Linked DNA regions of Sus scrofa: regions 1 and 3 are each linked to region 2. Evidence: chromatin contacts called from public HiChIP or PLAC-seq data. All regions are on one chromosome and are shown on one strand. Each heading gives the region's core, a stretch centred on a gene start, on an enhancer-like site or on the middle of the called end of the contact. The rest is flanking DNA. Distances are from core to core; before and after follow the strand shown. Region 1 has its middle 230 kb from the start of UBE2E2. Region 2 overlaps UBE2E2 (UB2E2). Region 3 has its middle 190 kb from the start of NKIRAS1.

Region 1 (4,448 bases), core at 1,130-3,629, 270 kb after region 2:
AGGCCAGCAGCTCCGATTTGACCCCTAGCCTAGGAACTTCCATATGCCGCCATGTGGCCCTAAAAAGAAAAAAAGAAAAAGAATATATATATATATATATAAAAGAATATATAAATATATATATATTTCACCTTATATTTGGGTTTTATAAATACTTTTTTTATTCTTCCAGGAATGACCAGTTAATTAATTACTCAATCTTACTCATTTTCTCCATCTTCTAAAGAAAATTTCTCTAAGCATACACTTATTTACCAAGAAAAGAAACATTTGCTTTATATAAATGGACTCATTGAAGATTCCCCAAAGAAATATATTTGATCCTTTCCAGAAAAGAACCTGACACATTATCTGTTAGAATGGCCATTCCCAAAACCACACTGACATATTTTAAAATTTACGGAACAATAAAAGAAGTTAATGCTTGCATATATTTTGTTTATTACTCTCAGGGATCCCTGTGTCAAGGTATAGCATTTAAAAATACTCTTTTAGGAGTTCCTGCTATGGAATGGCATGGTGGGTTAAGAATCTGACTGCAGTGACTCAAGTTCTGATTTGACCCCTAGCCTAGGAACTTCCGTATGCCGCCGTGTGGAAGTCACTGCAGAGGCACAGATTAGATTCCCGGTCCCATGCAGCAGGTTAAAGGATCCACTGTTGCTGCAGATGCAGCTTAGGTCCCAGGTGTGGCTCAGATACAGTCCCTGGCCCAGGAATTTCTATATGCATTCATAAAAATTTTTTAAATAAAATAAAAATGCTCTTGTATTTCTAGATGGGAAAAACAGCAATTGAAAAGGAATCTTGATTTCTTCTCACTGGTCCCAGCTTAATGGGGAAACAGATACACCCAAGCTTGCATCACTTGTTTGCTAAGAAGCAAGGAGAGAGGAGTCGTTCACTTTGGTGCTTTGATCTATAAAATTGTGATACATAGGATTAGGGAGTTGATAAATGTACATGTTAAGGTGTGTATTGTTTCTGGGTGACAGGTGATGGTGACATACTTGTGATGTTAAATATTTACAACTAAAAGACAGTGGCACTAATCAGTCTAATGACTTTAGCTGTTAGTGTAACTTTTAGTTCCAAGTATAGGTAATACTACGTTCCAAGGTCTTTGTGGTTGATTGATTACAAAAATCATCTTAACTCTCCAGCAGCCTTGAACACATATCCCTGGCAATGGGACTTTGCAACAACTGCCATCAAGAAAGGGAATCTAGGAGTTCCCTTTGTCGTGTAGCAAAAACGAATCTGACTAGTAACTGTGAGGTTGCAGGTTCAATCCCTGGCCTCATTCAGTGGGTTAAGGATCCGGCGTTGCTGTGAGCTGTGGTGTAAGTCGCAGACAAGGCTCAGATCTGGCATTTCTGTGGCTGTGGTGTAGACTGGCTGTAGCTCCTATTCGACCCCTAGCCTGCGAACCTACATATGCCACAAGTGTGGCCCTAAAAACCAAAAAAAAAAAAAAAAGGAAAAGGAAAAGGAATCTATTGCCCCCTCTTCAAATCTGGGATCATTTTTTTTTTTTTGGTCTTTTTGCCATTTCTTGGGTTGCTCTTGCGGCATATGGAGGTTCCCAGGCTAGGGGTCGAATTGGACCTGTAGCCGCTGGTCTACGCCAGAGCCACAGCAGCACAGGATCCGAGCCGCGTCTGCAATCCACACCACAACTCACGGCAACAACGGATCCTTAACCCACCAGTAAGGCCAGGGATCAAACCCGCAACCTCATTAACCACTGTGCCACGACGGGAACTCCCAAATCTGGGATCATCTTACTGCTTTCTTTGGGCAGCAGAGAGTCGCTAAAAGGACAATATATCACTTCTTAGCCTAGACCTCCAGAGGCCATGGGTATTTCTGCTCATGCTGGCATCCCTTTTCCTTCCACGTGAACAAGCCTGGGAAGCCTGCAGGAAAGTGACAGATCATTTGTAGCACAGCTGAGTCATCCCAGCTGAGGACATCCCAGCCCAGCCAGCTTCTAGCTAACCTACCAATTAATTGCAGCCAGTGAACAAGTCTGGCTAAAATCAGCCGGGCCTGGGCCAGATCAAAGAACTCCTGGATGATCTGTAGAATCATGAGCGATAATGAGTCATTTCTCTTTAAAGCCACTTAATATTTTAAAATTTTGATAAATTGGACATGTTACATCTTGTACATTTAAGTTGTATGGCATGTTACTTTGGTACATTTACATATTGCTAGATGATAGCCACTGAAGTAATATTTATCACATTACATCATTTTTTTGTCTGCACCCATGTCACGTGGATGTTCTTGGGCCAAGGATCAAACCTACGCCCACCAATGACCCAAGCCACAGCAGTGACAACGCTGGATCCTTAACCTGCTGTGCCACCAAGGAACTGCTCAGATTACATCATTGTAGGATGATCTTATTGTCTCTCTTCACTATACTGTGCATTAGATCTATAGGGCTTATTTTCTCCTTGTTCCAAGTTTGTACCCTGAAACACCATCCCTCTCATGTCCCCATCCCCCATTCCCTGGTAATCACCATTTTACTTTCTGTTTCTTTTTTTAGGTTTAGCTTTTTGAGGTTCTAATACAAGTGATGTCATACGGTACTTGTCTTTCTTTGTCTGACATATCTTTTTTAGCACAATTTGCTTAAGGTCTATTTATGTTGTTGCAAATGGCAGGATCCTCCTTTCTTATGGTTGAATGGTGTTTCATTGTGTGTATATTTCCCATTTTTTATCCACTCATGGACTGATGGGGAGGGGAGTTGTTTGCATATCTTGGCTATTGTGGATAATGCTGCGATGAACCTGAGTGTGTACATATCTCATCAAAATCCTGTTTTCATTTCCTTTGGGTATATACCCAGAAATGGAACTGCTGGATCTATTTTTAATTTTTTGAGAAAACCCTATGATATTTTCCATAGCGATTGGGCTAATTTTTTCCCCACCAACAGTGTATAGGGATTCCCTTTCCACCATACCCTTGCCAACACTTGTCTGTCTTCTTGATGATTGCCATTATTTTTTTGTCTTTTTTTGTCTTTTTAGGGTCACACTCGAGGCATGTGGAAGTTCCCAGACTAAGGGTTGAATTGGAGATACAGCTGCCAGACTACACCACAGCTTACAGCAAAGCCAGATCTTTAACCCACTATGCAAGGCCAGGGATCGAACCCAAGTCCTCATGGATAGTAGTTGGGTTTGTTACCACTGAGCCATGACAGGAACTCCCGTGATCGCCATTCTGACCAGAGTGAGGTGATAGGACATTGTGGTTTAGATTTGCACCTCCCTGAGCAAATTTCTTCATGTCCTTTTTGGAGAAATGTGTATTTAGTTCTGTCCATTTCTACATCAATTTTTTTTTGTTAAGTTGTATGAGTTCTTTATATATTTTTGAATATTAACCCTTTATTCTGTATATGGTTTGCAAAATTCTTCTCCCATTCCGAAGGCTGCTGTTTCACCTTGTTAACTGTTTCTTTTACTATGCAGAAGCTTTTGAGTTTGATGTAGTGCCGTGTGTTGATTTCTGCTTTTGTCATCTGTGCTTTTGGCCTCATGCCCTCAAAGTCATTGCCAAGACCAAGATCAGGGAGCTTTTCCCCTATGTTTTCTTCCAGGAGTCTTATGATCCATTTTGAGTTAGCTTTTGTCAGTGGTGTGAGACATGGATCTGATGTCTATGTGCTGTGTGTTTTTCCAGTTTTCCTAGCTCCATTTGTTGAAGAGACTATCCTCCCCTGTTGGATGTTCTTGACTTCTTTGTCAAATATTAGTTGATTCCATATGTTGGAATTTAATTCTGGGCTTTTTATGCTGGTAAAATAAATTGGCCTAGTGTGTCTACCTTTTGTGGCAGTACCACATTTTGATCACTGCGGCTTTGTAGTGTAATTTAAAAGCAGGGAGTATAATATCTTCAGCTTTGTTCTTTTTTACTCAAGATTTTAAAGTCACTTAATTTTGAGTTGGTTTGTTACCCAGCATTACTGGGATAATAGCTAATTTGTACGCAATTGGACACACTAATTCTGGATGACAGTGACTCTATAGTATTAGACAGTGATAGTTTTGTGGCTCTGGGTTATATTAACTATGGTTTTAGATAATAGTGGCCTTGTGGTTCTGGTATTGGGGGTTCAATGATGATGGAATTTGAAGGTAATTATAGCAACATAGCTAATATTTATGGCTTTTGATAATGATGTACTTGTGCTTTTGATGGTTATGGTGCTTATGCTAAAAGGTGTTTATTTTGCTGACGGTACTTCATATGATGATATGTATGATATGCTAGGAAACTCAAATTTTCTACCAGGTTACCACAATTTGTTAACTAAATGACAGCTTTTAATACCACTAAGTTTCCAAGGAAGCTAAATATACACTGTTCTTAGTTTCTTGCTAGACTGGGAAAGTTGAGATAATGGTAGGTTTCTTCTC
Region 2 (5,017 bases), core at 1,146-3,645:
AACCTTCACCTTTTTTTTTCAAATTGTGCTGTTTTAAAATTAAATAAAAGCAACTCCTTACATTGCCCTTCACTATCTCCCAACAAACTGTTCTTAAATAAGATGGGCTGAAGATGGCCTGGTTATGCGAAATCATAAACCACCTAGGCAGCACCAGCTTATCCTTCTCGTTACCAAATTTCTTTTAAACACGGTTTACTGACATATCATGAGGCTCAAGAAAAAAATGCCTTAAAGAAAATGAGTCCCTAAATCCCTTTAAGTCTGTATAACCACCTTGAGAATAATCTGACTACACCTTTCCAGACTGATCTCTCCCTACTGCTGTCTTCCCTGATTGCTACTTCTCCTTCAAAGCCCAGGAAAACAGAGCCTCCTACAAGTCCTCCTTGTCACCCCTCTCCCACCTCCCTCCCAGACAGGATCAAATCCCTACCCCATATCATCCCATTTCCTATGGGTTCCTTTAAAAAACACAATGTTTGGATCAGTTTTGTAAGAATTTTAGTAAGGAAAAAAAAAAAAAAAAAAAAAAAAAAAAACCTTTAACATACAAATTTAAGCCAATATATTGGATTTTAGTTAATTCTTGGTCCACATACTAGATGACATGTTTCTAGAAAAAAAAAAAAACTTTTTCACCTCTATCTACCCAGTCACTTGCACATACTAGCAGGGACCAGCTTCCTAAACACTGACTACCAAGTCTCCTCTCCCTGACACACAAACACCTATTACTTACATCACCAGAAACACACAGCAACCCAGATGTTCCCTAAACCCAGGATTCCTATCTCTGTGACTTCACGCATGCTATTCCCAATACCTGTCCTATATCTACTTCATGGATCCTGTGTGCTTTTAAAGCCCCTAATGAAAATCATCACTGCTTATTTCATGACCTTTTACCATCCTTCAAGGCCTGTCACAACCTCTGTAAAGTCTTTCCTGCATCCCTCAGTCAAAATTCCTCTCCCCCATGACTTCAAGTCATTCCTCCTTGAACACTGGTGCAGGTATTAATGAAGTAGCAGGGTCTAATCAGATGCAAAGACATTCTCCTCAACTAAAGACCTGGAGCTGGGACCAAGGTCTTCTTCATTCACTCCCACCCTCAGATATATGCCAGGAGTTGTATAAGCATTGCTCAAGTTTATTTAAGTAAATACCTAGCTGACTATTCTGTAGCATAAGAGTGTAGAATATAAATGATTGGTTCTACAATCAAAATGTGAATAAAAGAAATAGCATCTCATTAACAGTTTTAGTACCTCTAAAAATCTAGTTTATTTATTTCATGAAGAAATATTAAATTTTAAGGTTCACCTGAATTTATAAGAACACAGTATGTAGAAAACTGAATTTCAAGAGTCTTCCCAGAGCATTTATGTTGTCTCTCTCAAGGCAGTAACATATTTCCTTTTACGGTAATTCTATCCCACTAGACTAGCAGTTCCTTGAGAACAAGAACTAGATCTTCTTGAAAATATAAACCTACATTTAAATTTTAAGACTAGTATACTACTACTCCAAAAAGAGGCCAGAAGAGAGGAAAGAAGATAACTTCATGCATGACTCTAGCACCAGGATTATCAACTAAATTTTTCTTTTCCTTTCAAATTTTAAAAATATTTCTAATTTTATACACTTATAATCACAAATGACATATAATATGGCCTACTCCTTTTTATATACATCTTTTCATATTCCCAAATAGTTTGCCTATTTGTTTTTACTGGATATATAACCATCCAAAGAATTAACTTCAGGCATTTCTCTCCACATAACACTGTTTACCTTCACATTTTCACTGTTGCATGTAATAGTCTTTATTTTTAATTATTTTCCATATGCTAGAGGCCCGTATGTTAAATTAGTGAACTAAAGGTTATGAACATTTCCACTGCTACTGAGGCATAGCCAGCATGCTTTCAGTTGGAGTGGTATCTTTCTCTTAGTTTTACTTCTCTTTTATATTTAACTCTCCGCCCATGGGTAAGAAGTAAGCCATCTCTGCATGATCCCACAAAACCTATTTCAGTACCATTTACATTCAATAAATGTTTCTCATATACTCCTTACTAAAAGATAAAATGTAGAAAATACTACCCATTATTACAATCTTACTAGTCTCTTTACAGGCTATTAAACCACCATGAATACAAAAGTAAACACACTTTATAATGAAGGACAAGACAATGCCACAGATTTAGTCTGTTCTTTCTATTATGGGACCATAAGTCACATTGTTTAAGAAAATCTGTTTTTGTTGGCACACCAAATTTCAACGTCTATGGTTAAGTCACACAAATTCTTTTTTTATATACACAGCCTGCAGGGTACCAAGCTGGATAAGAGTGTGTGATTCATTTTCCTAAGTCATAAGTCCTCAGATCTCTATTACTCACAGGGTTCTATAACTGTGGCATTAAAAACTATTGAGTAATTTATTACAATCCACGCATAATTCACACTGCTATATAATAATTCACAGATACAACCATTTTTATTATAATGACACCTTGGAAGTTTTTTTGTCAGTCATCAGCTCAACAGAAAAATATTTATATACAACTTATAGATTTAAACAACCAAGATATTGCTAGTGAAAAGCAGATAGCTTTATTTTTCTTTTCCAACTTGAGTAATTGTGATTTTACTTTGTTGCAAATAAACAGTCAATTAGACCTAAAAACTTGTTACAATAAAAACATAATACATGCCCCCCCATTATAACACATTTATGTAGCATAATATAATCTGCATTTGAAAACCTATAAAAACACTTAAAACGACAGCTAAGGAAATGAATCTAAGTAGTGAGGTTAGCAGCATAGGCTTTATTTACCTCTAATGGTTGTAACTTTTACCTGTAAATATATGAGTATGGCAAACTGCTGGTAACCCTATCCTATGATTTTGAGAGTTGTTTCTCTAATGCAGAAGTAATCCAGAGAGATGATTAGAATCTAATCTTTTCTGTTTACCCACAGAACAAAGGAAGAAGATAGGAAGATGTAGGAATATCATTTACACATATAGATTTTATGGCGTAAATATGTTAATTCAAAATATAAGTTAATAATTAACTGTTTTACAAATAATTTACTATTACTATTTAAGGTAATAAATTTAAGAAACACTCCTTTAATAAAAAAATAAACATATTAAGTATACAGTTTGCATGAAGACATCAACTATTCTTCAAGTTTCCAAGACTGTGTTTTTAAAATTAAAGAGAAGTGCTTTATAACTTTCTGACAAAATTGAGAAATAGACTAACAACTTGAATGTGAAGGTATGACTTATAGCCTACTTATCACCAAAAAGCTCATAAACAGAAATAACAAGAGACTTTTAGACTATTAGACCATAAGACTAACAATTAGACCATTAAAATATAAAATGAACAGCTAACCCAGAGGAGAATGGTTCTTTATCTCTTGGGCGAGGGTTGTGGTCACCGAAATTTTGATAAAAGCTGAGGACACTCCCTTAGATTCCCACATGCACACAAACAATTTTACCTATCATTTGAGAGGGGTTCATGAACTCCTAAAGCTGAGACACAGAAGATGGATTTAAAACTCCTGCCACAGAGAACTAGAGAAGAAATTATCCATATCAAAAGCCTAGGCTAATAAAATTACTGTAATGAAAATGAAATACAACTCCAAGCTTCCTTGCAGCTGAAGCAAAGAGAAAACACAATGGACGAAATAATTCTCAATGGCTGATAGAAGGAAGCTTGCCAGATCGTAAGAAAACTTTGCTCTGAAACAAATCTTTGAAGAATATGGCATGCGAATTCTTATAAAAGTAATACTGAACACTGTAAGAGACAGTTTCATAGGAGATGCAGAAATATTTACCATATAACTGCATCTTATAAAGACCAGTGAAATATGAGGGAATAATACTAAAATATAAGACTAACTAGCTTTCTGATAATCTAGTTTGATTACAAGGTGAGAAAGATGTTATACCACCGCTCTCCAAGCTCATGCTCAAAACAGCCCAAAATATAAAATGAGAAAATTTTCACTGAGTACAGACCTAATCTCAGAATCCTCAAAGCAGTCACTTTCCATATATTGGAGTGGGCATTTGGAACCTTTACATATGACACAGTAATGTAATAGAGAATCAAGAATCAGCACAGAAGATATGCTAAGAGTATAGGAAACAGAGCCAGTCTGCATTTAAATCCTGGCTCATCTACTTAATAGCTGTGTGACTTTCCTTTTTTTTCTTTTCTTTTTTCTTTTTTTTTTCTTTTGTCTTTTTGCCTTTTCTAGGGCCACACTTGCAGCATATGGAGGTGCCCAGGCTACAGGTCTAATCCAAGCTATAGCCGCCAGCCTACTCCAGAGCTATAGCAACGCAGGATCTGAGCTGTGTCTGTGACCTACACTACAGCTCATGCATGGCAATGCCGGAACCTTAACCCACCAGCAAGGCCAGGGATGGAACCTGCAACCTCATGGTTCCTAGTTGGATTCGTTAACCACTGAGCCACGACGGGAACTCCAGCTGTGTGACTATACTGCAGCTTCTCATCTACAAGGCTATAATAACGTCTTCACTCTTAATAGAGTTGGTGAGAATTAAATATATATATATATCTCCTAGTCCAGGGTCTACTGACCTACATAGATTTGTTAACATTAAACAGGGTTGGACAGGGTCTGACATACATAACTTATCAGCTATTATACAATTCTTTAAGGATATATATTTTTAAAACTTTACATTAATATAGAAGCCATTTTAACTACCAGATTTAATTAAAATGACCTGATTTTTATTTATTGTAGATATTTATTATCAAAGTCACTACAATCTCTAATCTTCGCTAATTTAACTATATTCTGAATCAATCCCTTGCCTCTCACTTTTTCTCTTTGGCCAAAGTTTTAAGAAGATGGAAACAATACTAAGAGGCCTTTAAAGAAAAAACTTATTAAAGACTTATTTCTCTATGCATATCTTAACTGAATGTCCAGTATTTCTTGAA
Region 3 (4,797 bases), core at 370-2,869, 480 kb before region 2:
TTCCAGTTATAAGTGATATCATATGGTATTTGTCTTTGTCTTTCTGGCTCATTTCACTCAGTATGAGAGTCTCTAGTTCCATCCATGTTGCTGCAAATGGCATTATGTCATCCTTTTTTTATGGCTGAGTAGTATTCCATTGTGTATATATACCACATCTTCCGGATCCAATCATCTGTCGATGGACATTTGGATTGTTTCCATGTCCTGGCTATTGTGAATAGGGCTGCAATGAACATGCGGGTGCATGTGTCTCTTTTAAGTAGAGCTTTGTCCGGATAGATGCCCAAGAGTGGGATTGCAGGGTCATATGGAAGTTCTATGTATAGATTTCTAAGGTATCTCCAAACTGTTCTCCATAGTGGCTGTACCAGTTTATATTCCCACCAGCAGTGCAGGAGGGTTCCCTTTCCACAGTCACATTGTTATTTGATCTATTAATGATGCATTTATGTGTGATGTATTCATGTATTTTATTTTTCTTATATCACGATGTGACACAAATATCTTTATAGTAAGAACATATCCGCATCACAAACTATTTCAGATCCTATCCTGCCCCCGCATGTTTCAAATATCATTTGAAATGAAAAGTTAGAGGAGTTCCCTTCGTGGCACAGTGGTTAATGAATCCGACTAGGAATCATGAGGTTGTGGGTTCAATCCCTGGCCTTGCTCAGTGGGTTAAGGATCCAGCGTTGCCGTGAGTTGTGTAGGTGCAGATGCGGCTCGGATCTGGCGTTGCTGTGGCTCTGGTGTAGGCCAGTGGCTACAGCTCTGATTTGACCCCTAGCCCGGGAACCTCCATATGCCATCGGAAGCAGCCCTAGAAAAGGAAAAAAGGCAAAAAAAAAAAAAAAAAAAGAAAGAAAAGAAAAATTAGAAAAGTGTAAGGAGTTTGTCTTGATGGGTTTGGCTGTGCCAGATGTTGTCACCACACACTGCCCTCTCCCCCCACCTCCCAAGCTGAGAATAAACAGGTAGACCTCATATAGGAAGCTGACATTGTGACATCCAGGTGTGTGATCAGAGGACCAGTCTTCTGGAGCGAGGAATGGACTGGGTTGGGTATTGAACTCGTGTGGTCATCATAATAGGAGCATGTACTTGGGAGTGGGAAAAAAAATGGCTTTGGAGAAGCACTGTTCCAAGCTGCCATCCGGGTTTACAAGCCTCAGGGATGGGTGTTCCCCACCCCCTTGCCCCACCCTGGCCTCCACCCGGATTGTTACGGCCTCCGTGTGGGCTGCAGGGAACATGCTCAGTGAATCTTTGTGCATCTTTTGTTGATTTTAGGCCTGAGTCCTCTGGACCAATAAGCACACTTGCCAGGACCGGGCTGCTTCCGTCCTTAGGATTGTCCCCCAGTCAAGAAAAGCCTAGATGAAGCAGGAATTCTCATGAGAGCCCAGAACAACGTTGGCCCAGATGTTGTCCAAGGCCGGTCATGACCTTCACGTCTTGTCAAATACAAAGATGGCTAGTTGCCACCCCCAGGAATCCTTCTCAGCTACGTCTTACTTTCTCTTTATTGGCCCCTGTTTTTAACTGGGCACATGTCGTGACTGATCTCCCAGCCTCTCCTGTTGCTAGACGTGTCCGTGTGATTTGCTTCTGGCCAATGTGATGAATTCTGTGGCACTTCCCAGAAGGCTATCTAAAGGAAGCTGACTAGGCAGGGTGGAGCCTCTTTCTATTTTTACTTCTCTTCTTTGGGCTTGCAATCTAGCAGCCTGTTGCAGCGGCCTTGAAGATGGAAGCCAGCCTCTAGGAGGGAGCTGCAAGAATATAGATGGAGTCTAGAACCCACCATGCATGGATGCATGCCCCTGGACTTCCTTTGTGGAAGGAAGAAATAGGCTTCTGGCATATTTAAGCCATTCTTTTTTTTTGGGGGGGGGGATCTTTTTGCCATTTTTGGGCTGCTCCCACGGCATATGGAGGTTCCCAGGCTAGGGGTCGAATCGGAGCTGTTGCTGCTGGCGTACGCCAGAGCCACAGCAATGCGGGGTCTGAGCCGCATCTGCAACCTACAACACAGCTCACCACTGGATCCTTAACCTGCTGAGCAAGGCCAGGGATTGAACCCGCAACCTCGTGGTTCCTAGTCGGATTCATTAACCACTGAGCCACGACGGGAACTCCCATTCTTATTTTTTATGTCTCTGTTTCAGTCGCTAAATCTAATCCTCATTGGTCTAGAAGACATGGTTTCCCTCTTCTCCTTCTTTCATTGACAGTTACCCACTGTGGTCAGTGCAGTGAGCTCAGGGTCTTGGGTTGTGTCATCTGGGTTGGCAAGACTGGCAGAATGAGTGGCAATGACCACAGAGTTGCTCCCCGCAAATGTCTTCTGCCCTGGCTCATTATGCTTTTAAAAACCTCATTCATTGTTTTTGTTTTATTGCATTGATGCTTTACAGAAATAATACCGGCAATGCATGAATATATTCTTGTAAAAATCTAAAACATCTGAACTCAGCAGTGCCATCAATTAACTGGCCATATTGACATCGATAAACTACGTCACCTAACCATAGCAGAACACACTTTCTTCTCAAGCGCACATGGAATATACACCAATATTGACCACACTTTGGACTAAAAACACACCCTGACAAATTTCAAGGAATGGGAGTCATACAATATCTGCTCTCAGACCACACTGGAATTAAATTAGAGGTTGATAACAGAAAGATAGCTGGAAAATTCCGAAATACTTGGAGATTGAACAATACACCTAAACACATGGGGGAGTTCCTGCTGTGGTGCAGCAGAAACAAATCCAACTAGGAACCGTGAGGTTGCAGGTTCGAGCCCTGGCCTCCCTCAGTGGGTTGGGGATCTTGCACTGCTGTGAACTATGGTGTAGGTCACAGATGTGGCTCAGATCTTGTGTTGCTGTGGCTGTGGTGTAAGCCAGCAGCTGTAGCTCTGATTCGACCCCCTAGCCTAGGAACCTCCATATGTCTCGGGTGTGGCCTAAAAGGACAACAAACAAAAAACAAAAACAAAACACATGGATCAAAAAAGAAATCTCAAGAGAAATTTACAAATATTTTGAAATAAAAGAAAGTGAAAATACCACTTATTAAATTTGTGGCATTTTAATATGCCAATCTTGGGCCCAGTAGGCTATGGCATTTTCATTGCAGTGCTTTGGGTTACTGCTGTTGCATGAGTTCAGTCCTGGGCTGGGAGCTTCTACATGTCCATGGGTGTGGCCAAAAAGAAAAAAAAAATGTGGGATCCACCCACTCTTGGGCATGTAGCTGCAGAAAACCATAATTCAAAAACATACATGCATCTCAATGTTTATAACAGTGCTATTTGTAATAGCCAAAGACACGGAAGCAACCTAAATGTCCACTGACAGAGGAATGGATGAAGAAGATGTGGTACATATATACAATGAAATATTACTCAGCCATAAAAAAGAATGAAATAATGCCATTTACAGCAATATGGATGGACCTAGAGAGGATCACATGAAGTGAACTAAATCAAAGACACATATGTGATATCGCTTATATCTGGAATCTTAAAAAAAAGGATACAGTTGAACTTGTGTGCAGAACGGAAACAGACTCACAGACTTTGAAAACAAACTTATAGTTACTAAAGTGGAAAGATGAGAGGAAGGGATGAATTGGGGGTTTGTGGCTGGCATATGCACACTATTATATGTGGAATGGATAGTCAATGGGGACCTTTTGTATAGCACAGGGAACTCTACTTGATATTTTGTGATAACCTATATGGGAAAAAAAACTGAAAAAGAATGGATATACGTAAATATATAACTGAACACATTGCTGTACAGCAGAAATTAACACAACATCGTAAATCAACTACACTTCAACAAAATTTTTAAAAATGAAAAAAAAAAAATTGTGGGACCCAGCAAAAGCAGTGCTTAGATGGAAATTTATAGCATTGAGTGCATATATTAGAAAGAAAGAAATGTTTAAAATTAATGATCTAAGCTTCCACCTTAGCAAACTAGAAAAAGAAGAGCAAATTAAATCTGTAAGCAGAGGAAAAGAAATAATAAAAATTAGAGCAGAAATCAAGTAAATTTAAAACAGGAAATCAAGAAAGTTCCCCATGATGCAGGGGGTTAAGAATCCAGTGTTGCCACAGCTGTGGAACAGGTTGCAACTGTGGCGTGGTTTTGATCCCTGGCCCTGAAACTCCACATGCCTCGGGTGTGGTCCACAAAAAAAAAAAAAAAAAAAAAAAAAAAAAAAAAAAAAGAGAGAGAGAGAAGAGAGAAGAAAAAACAGGAAATCAATAGAGAAAAAAAAATCAACGAAGCCAAAAGCTGGTTCTTGGAAAAAAATCTAAGAAATCAATAAGCTTCTAGTCAGGCTGAGAAAGAAAGAGAAGACACAAATGACTAATATCAGAAATGAAAGAGGGGGAGTTCCCATCATGGCACAGTGGTTAACAAATCCAACTAGGAACCATGAGGTTTCAGGTTCGATCCCTGGCCTTGCTCAGTGGGTTAAGGATCCTGCATTGCCATGAGCTGTGGTGTAGGTCATAGACGCGGCTTGGATCCCGAATTGTTGTGACCGTGTCTGTGGATGGCAGCAACAACTCCAATTAGACCCCTAGCCTGGGAACCTCCATATGCCGTGGGAGCAGCCCTAGAAAAGACAAAAAAAAAAAGAAAGAAAGAAAGAAATGAAAGAGGGGACATCACTGCAGATCTCATGGACATTGAAGAGATGATCAAAGGGAATTCCCATTGTGGCTCAGCGGAAACAATTCTATTTTCCATGAGGATGCAGG

Evidence for each region. HiChIP or PLAC-seq counts read pairs in DNA pulled down with a chosen protein or histone mark.
Region 1: an H3K27ac HiChIP or PLAC-seq map of alveolar macrophages shows a contact between it and region 2. The contact joins two enhancer-like sites. A contact is called at or near these places in 1 of 47 Hi-C or Micro-C datasets (embryonic fibroblasts) and 1 of 2 datasets of contacts at active chromatin or transcription factors (alveolar macrophages).
Region 3: an H3K27ac HiChIP or PLAC-seq map of alveolar macrophages shows a contact between it and region 2. The contact joins two enhancer-like sites. A contact is called at or near these places in 1 of 47 Hi-C or Micro-C datasets (embryonic fibroblasts) and 1 of 2 datasets of contacts at active chromatin or transcription factors (alveolar macrophages).

Annotation. Positions count from the first base shown.
Region 1 is chr13:9,767,967-9,772,414 of Sscrofa11.1, reverse strand. No RefSeq gene overlaps it. Among named protein-coding and RNA genes, the nearest start is that of UBE2E2, 230 kb to the left of the region's middle. Within about 2 kb of position 2,379, at least 1 of the 83 cell types and tissues checked has an H3K27ac peak or open chromatin away from gene starts, as enhancers often do. A contact at or near this core is called in alveolar macrophages, where this site is marked.
Region 2 is chr13:10,038,914-10,043,930 of Sscrofa11.1, reverse strand. All of the region lies in intron 2 of UBE2E2 (UB2E2), which reads right to left. Among named protein-coding and RNA genes, the nearest start is that of UBE2E2, 37 kb to the right of the region's middle. Within about 2 kb of position 2,395, at least 1 of the 83 cell types and tissues checked has an H3K27ac peak or open chromatin away from gene starts, as enhancers often do. A contact at or near this core is called in alveolar macrophages, where this site is marked.
Region 3 is chr13:10,519,678-10,524,474 of Sscrofa11.1, reverse strand. No RefSeq gene overlaps it. Among named protein-coding and RNA genes, the nearest start is that of NKIRAS1, 190 kb to the left of the region's middle. Within about 2 kb of position 1,619, at least 3 of the 83 cell types and tissues checked have an H3K27ac peak or open chromatin away from gene starts, as enhancers often do. A contact at or near this core is called in alveolar macrophages, where this site is marked.